2 separate regions of the Mus musculus genome follow, and region 1 is linked to region 2. A link is a contact called in public promoter capture Hi-C data. All regions are on one chromosome and are shown on one strand. Each heading gives the region's core, a stretch centred on a gene start, on an enhancer-like site or on the middle of the called end of the contact. The rest is flanking DNA. Distances are from core to core; before and after follow the strand shown.

Region 1 (3,339 bases), core at 670-3,169, 180 kb before region 2:
ATACAAAAAGGAGGAGGAAGAGGAGGAGGAGGACATGTAGTTACTATCATCCTTTCAGTTGTCACAGAATAGCATAAATAAATTCTTTATTAAAAATTATTAGCTTGTAATGTAGGAGCTGGACCTAGACAACACCCCCCCCCCCATGAGTTTGTAGCAAATGTGCAGCTTGGTCTTCATGTGAGTCCTCTAACAAATGGAGCCAGGCGGTATTGCTCTCTTTTCACTGCCATTGGATCTCCTCCTACTTGCACTGCCTGGTTGGGCCTCAGCGGGAGAGGATGTACCTAGTCCTGCTGGGACAAGATGCTGCAAGGTGGAGTGGTACCCAAGGGAGGGGCTTCCCTTCTCTGAGGAGAAGAGGAGGGAGAAATAAAGGAGGGATTTGGAAGAGAGGAAGGAGGGGAGCTGTGATCGGATGTAAAGTGAATAAAAAGGAAGGAAAAAGGGAAAATTACTAGCTTGTAATGATAGTACATGCCTGTAATGCTAACAACACTCGGGAAGCTGAGGAAGGGGATCTCCAGTTCTAGGCCGGCCTGGGCGACAGACCAAGCAGATGTCTCAAAAAGAATGAATTAAAACATCACAGTGAAAAGTTTCAGTAATCTCTAAAATTAATTTCTCAACTCCAGGAAAGTCACCTGATGTTTCAACCTGAGATAGGCCAGTACTTGATCAGCCTTGCAGGGTTATTTTAGATATCAGATGGGAAAATTTAGTAAGTTCTCTGATGAACCGCACAACTGAAGAAAATGTATATGTTCTTTTATTTAGACTCCTATTTTTCTAGGTATATTGTGCACTGCAAAGTCTGTTTCCCAGGATATTGACTGACTGCTATGTGTCTATGTTCCCCTCTCCCTTTGTTTCTAGATTAACAAAAGCAGTGGCATTGTGGAAGCATCGCGGATCATGAATTTGTACCAGTTTATTCAGCTCTATAAAGACATCACAAGCCAAGCTGCTGGAGTGCTGGCTCAGAGCTCCACCTCTGAAGAGCCTGATGAGAACCCATCCTCGGTCACATCTTGCCAGGCTAGTCTATGGATGGGCAGGTGCGCGCCACAGGACAATGAGCAGGCAAAGCGCTAAGATCATAGTACACCTTCCCTAGCGCTCTATGACCCCGTCAGTTCTCATGTCTCAGCCTGTGGTAGGCAGGTCAGTTTTAGGTTAGTCTGCCTTCCGTTCATTTCAGTCCCAGATTCGCTGTCAGCTCCCTGCCCAGGAACCCACGCTCTGTCTCTTACGTTTGGATAGGAAATACTGATGCCTTCCCTTTAACAGATTTTTAAACAGTCAAAGTCCTTTATAAAATTAGGTCCAGAACTGGAACCATTCAGAAGTTATTTAATTGGAAGTTAAATTTTTAAACATTGTCTTTAGGCCTTGGTGTCTACTCAGGGAAGAAAAGCAGTGGTGCACGTATGGACGCTGCACAGCAGGAGGAAGTGACGTCAGCTGCAGTTTGCCATGACAGTGCCTGTTCCCTAGGGCCTCATGTATGCTGTTCCTTCTGAGCTCTCCTCCCATGCTTTCGGTGTGTGAAAGCTCCCAACTGTTGCTGCCTGATGATGTGACGTAATTCAGTTTGTAACTACCTCATTGGAAAAAGGCCTCTATGGCTCCAGGCATGCTAACATTCTGTCTCACTGTGACTGGCACTGGTTGGTGTGATGCAGAATCTGCATCAACTGTGTCCTCCTCAGAGGTAGGAGTGTGTCTGACAGGAGTTTCAGTCTATTGCATTGCTTCAGTTACAGCTGCATTTTCCCTTCACTTGTAATCAGCTGGTTTCCTCATCCCGTGCTGTGTAGTTGACTTGTATTTTCCATTTGAACCTCACTGTTAGGTGTACAGTGGGCTCTGTTACCAGCCTGTTGTGTGAGTGTCACTGTGCTGTAGCAGTGCTTAGGCCTGTCAGAGGTCTGATTTTTCTGCTCTTTCCTTGTCTCAGTTCAGAGTGGTAATCTTTTTCTAAGTGTTTTGAAAGCTGAGAGTGGTTTTTTACTTGCCTCTGTAGCCACACCACAGCAAGTAAAAAGTTCCTGTTGCGGTCATCTTCAGGAAAGGGGTGAAAGTGTGACTCAAAGACTGGAAGCAGCGCCAGCTGGTTGGGTGAGCCAGCACTTGGTTTCATGTGTTGTGAGCCTCCAGTGGTACCCTGGGACCCAGGTCATAGAAAAAGGCCTTTGCAAGTAGGAGAGTCTGGGGGCCTTCTGAGTTTTGCTTTATGTTAGATGTGTGGTTCTATTAATGGCTAGAGTTTGTGGAGGACTTGCAGTTCATTAAACCCTGCAGTGACTCCACGGGAATACAGTTGATCAGACGAGGAAGCAGGTTTAGGAGAATAAGTGCATGACTAGACCCTGACATGGCTGAGCCCACTGACACATTTAGCCCATTGCAGCTTAGTGGTTTGGAGGAGGAGCTGGAGATTGGCCAACTCTGTGGTGCTCTGATGCCACTGATCCCAGGGGCTGCTCTGTCTGTCTGCACTATCACGTCTGAGCCATAGTTCACCAAATGGAAGGAAGCCAGCTTGTACTTACAATGCGTTACTACTGTCCCCCACAGCTCTGGGAGATTCACTCCCTCAATGAAGCAATCTTTTTCTCACCCAGATAGCTTTACTAGTGTGAAAGTTTTCCTTTTCCCTTTTACCTCAGAGTAGTCTGACCCTCTGGAGGCAGCACAGCAAAGGCCCTAGAACCAACTGGCCTGTGCTCCAGCCTTCACTCTTCTCTTTCATCAGTTCCTCACCTTTTAAAGAGGATGAGAGCGATGTCATGTGCCCCAGAGGGCTGTCGGCAGTTAATTGAGTTAATAGATGGGACACACAGCGGTATGTGTGGGCGAGTTACCTGTCACCATTATTAGTAAATCATTAGAGTGCCCTTGAGTGCAGAGGCCATGCCCTCTGGAATTCTACCCAACAAGTGTGATCTCTTCTGCCCTTCAAATGTTTGAAAACTCCTCAAATTTCCATTGAGCCTTGCTCTCCACAGTAAGTGTCTCCAGCCTTTGTTCACGTGGTTCTCCGTACCTTAGGAGCATCGAGTGGCTGTCCTGTCCCCGTGGTGCTGGAAAGGTAGCAGACAGTGTGGGCATGGAGTACCTTCCTCCAGCAGTCTCTGTCTCATTCTTCTCGGGCTACAGTGCTGTTTTTATATAGTCATCTGCTCCCAACTCTGAAACTTTCCTGTCAGAACACTCTGTCACTCTTTGGGGAGTCTGTTGTATTTTCTGTCCCTGACACCCTCAGGTGAAAATTTGAAGCCCCAAAGCAGAAATGCTAAGTCAGTGGATCTGAAAAGGCATTAAAATGTTAGATAT
Region 2 (2,977 bases), core at 261-2,760:
CAGAGGACCTGGGGTGGGTTCCCAGCACCTATGTGGTAGCTCACAACTATCTTTAACACCAGCTTGAGGGGATCTGCTGCCCTCTTCTGGCCTCAGAGGGCATTCACATGGTGCTGATGTGCGTGGGCTAAACATCCACATGCATAAGATAAAAATAAATTTCACAAACACCTAAAATAGCCTAAGGAAGGAAGGGTCTATTTTTGCTCACAGTTTGAAAGTACAGTCCATTGTGGTAAGGAAGTCGATGGTGTCACAGCACAGAACAGCTGGTCACATTGCATCTAAGTCAGGAAGCAGAGAGAGGAGTGCCATGGCCGGGTTCAGCGTTTTTCCTCCTTATTAGTCAGTCTGGACCTGAGCCCAAAGGATGGTGCTGCTCAAATGCAGAGTGGAAGGCACCAAGTCAACCCTCTACAAAGCTGGGGTTAACTTTGAATTCACATATCACACCGTATCCTACAGGGCTCAGTAAATGTCTCTATTGCCTACAACGTTATGCCCAGAACACTTCATTATAAGTCCGTTCTGGGTCCATTCAGTGGTATGGGATAGCCTGGGAATGTTGCCACAAAGTATAACATTGTTCCTCCTCAGGAATAGTCTTCCAGATTCCAAAGGACAGATTTGCAAACAGCCTTCTGGAGTGCAGCCCCGTGTACTGCTGGGAACTGCCTTTGTCCGACTTGTTTACTTGGGAAGAACTCCTCTGGACTTTGACCCCTGCAGCTGCCTGGAAGGAGGTAACCTGGCTTTAGCCAATCCAGGGTGCGGCCCGGCCAGGAGCAAAGTAAAGCTGGTAGCCACTGCTGCCTACTAAGACACCACATGGGCACTGCCACCACAGCTTGGGGTTGGGGGAGGGCAGACTGTTCAGAGGTCTGCAGCGCTGAGGAACCCACTTGAAGAGCACCAGTCTCCTCCCCACGCTTGCCGGTGATGGAAGAGAGACAAAGTTGACTCACTTGAAGAAGAGAGGCATCTACAGTTTTCAAGGACTACGGAGGAAAACCCTTCCTCTAAGCAGCTGCCCCGTCTCACTGCTGCTGAATTCCTCCCACAGGCAGCAATGGCTTTGAGTGTCAATGGCCGGCCCGAGCCACACTGGCCTTGAAGATTCCTAAGAGCTATTTTGAGTGATTTCACTGCTCGCGGTCCTGGCAAACTTATCCATTTTCAGACAATATTTAGATTCTGAGGTAAGTGTGAACTAGATAATGACCTTTCAAGCCATGGCACGATGTTCTGTTTAAAGCTTTCGTTTCTTCCTCAGAGCAACTACAAAGTCCTCTGACCCTTCAGCATGGCCTCCTGGAGATTTCCCTAAGGTTCTGCGCACACTCCTGTGCTGCGCGTGTGCGGAGGGTGGGGGTGGGGTCGTAATGACTGAGGGCAAAATCCTCACGTGTCTTGGGTCCTGAGGAACCAAATTGAACTTCTGAGATGCATAGTACCAAGGCATGGTCTGAGGCATTTCATGCTCTCTGGATGTTTTTAAGGCTGGCCTCAAAATACATGTGAGCATAGAGCAGCCGTCCCCCAGTGAGTGTAACTAGTAGTTGGCTGGCTATGGCTGAAACAATAGGCTATCTGCAACTTTACTTTTAGGTGACTCATCAGAAAAGCTATTTTAGACAGTCTGTAGCGAGTAAGATTACATTTGTTCTAAGAGAAACAGACCTAAGGGACAAAAGGCTAATTGCAAAAGTGCTCTTTTTCAGCTCAGAGAAGCCTTGCTGTATTTTCTTGACAGCATCTTAGTTACCAGACACAACAGAAGGCATAAAAGCTGGTATCAAAAACAATGGGAAACAATCATGCCCTGACACCACCCGGCACGCACACCACTTTGCTCATCAAAAGGCAAGCTTGTTGAAGAAGCAACGGCCTTGTCCACATGCTCATCATAGAGCCTACACATGCCCTTGTGTGGGAACCTTTGTCAGGCTGCGGCTATGGTGGCCTTGTGACCTGCCAATCGGTTGTCCAACCTTCTGATCATCTGGAGTTCTCTCAGCAGTTGCTATCCCCTCTCTCTCCACCAACTCAGGGTGAAGGAGCAGGTAGAACTTTCTGGCAGGAACTTGGAGCATAGGCTGAGTCTTCTGGGGTGAGCAAGAACACAGCAGATACAAGAGATGGTGGGTGGGCTCCCACAGATCTCCAAGCAATCCCAGGAAGCATTTAGCTTATTATTCACTAAACAGTTGTTCCCTGCCTGAAGATGAGAAGTGAAATGACCCAGGATCTTCTAGAACTAAGAGCTGTCATGAGTATCCCGAGAGGAAGGAAAAGCTGAAACCATTACCCCAGACCTGCAAGGGTTTTCCTGTCTTGGGTCCCCTCACTTTCCATTGCTGAGATCACATCAGCCCCCCAAGAGGAAATATTGCTTTAGTGGCTGGCCTCTTGCCATGGCTGAGCCAGGCTAGAACATTCCCAAAGCCTTTACACAACCCTAGAGAAGAACAACTGGACATAAACAAGAAAATGCATGAAACATAAACACAACACAAGCTTGTGAACCACAGTAACAGGGCAAGACACGGGTGGAAGGAATTTTGCGTGTTATGAGTTTTTGTGAATTTATCAAGAGCCATACTTACTCTAAAAGCAATGCATCTGTATTTTGAAGCCTCTATAGTGTACCTTTTGTCTCCTCGTCACACTCTAGTATGTATGCTTTGTATACCATGAGCTGTTCATCTGAGTAATTCTGAGAAGCCTTCCTCCTACTCCTTCCTCCCTTCCCCCACCCCCACCCCTACCTCCTCCAGGATTTCTGCAGATGAGTGCATAGGTGATCAGCTCAGTCATTCAATAAATGTGGGCCTAAGTAGGAGCTGTGGCGCAAGACATTGAGTAATGAGCCATCGTATACCTGGTCTTATCAGGCTCAGTCTGATAGGAGAAACTATCAAGGGTCATTTCCTTAATACTTTATGTCATCTAAAAACTATCAGATTTGACTTAAAAA

Evidence for each region. Capture Hi-C pulls out chosen DNA fragments and counts their contacts.
Region 1: a promoter capture Hi-C map of adipose tissue shows a contact between it and region 2. The contact joins two enhancer-like sites. A contact is called at or near these places in 1 of 39 promoter capture datasets (the SN4741 cell line), 1 of 15 datasets of contacts at CTCF or cohesin (the NIH/3T3 cell line), 3 of 484 Hi-C or Micro-C datasets (cerebellum, embryonic fibroblasts and embryonic stem cells) and 2 of 9 other capture datasets (adipose tissue and pancreatic islet).

What each region holds. Positions count from the first base shown.
Region 1 is chr7:110,822,936-110,826,274 of GRCm38.p6, reverse strand. It overlaps Rnf141 (ring finger protein 141), which reads left to right. Exons shown (of 6, transcript NM_025999.3): 4 at 877-1,058. Among named protein-coding and RNA genes, the nearest start is that of Rnf141, 20 kb to the left of the region's middle. Within about 2 kb of position 1,919, at least 125 of the 459 cell types and tissues checked have an H3K27ac peak or open chromatin away from gene starts, as enhancers often do. A contact at or near this core is called in the NIH/3T3 cell line and adipose tissue, where this site is marked.
Region 2 is chr7:110,646,669-110,649,645 of GRCm38.p6, reverse strand. No RefSeq gene overlaps it. Among named protein-coding and RNA genes, the nearest start is that of Gm28863, 17 kb to the right of the region's middle. Within about 2 kb of position 1,510, at least 77 of the 459 cell types and tissues checked have an H3K27ac peak or open chromatin away from gene starts, as enhancers often do. A contact at or near this core is called in the NIH/3T3 cell line and adipose tissue, where this site is marked.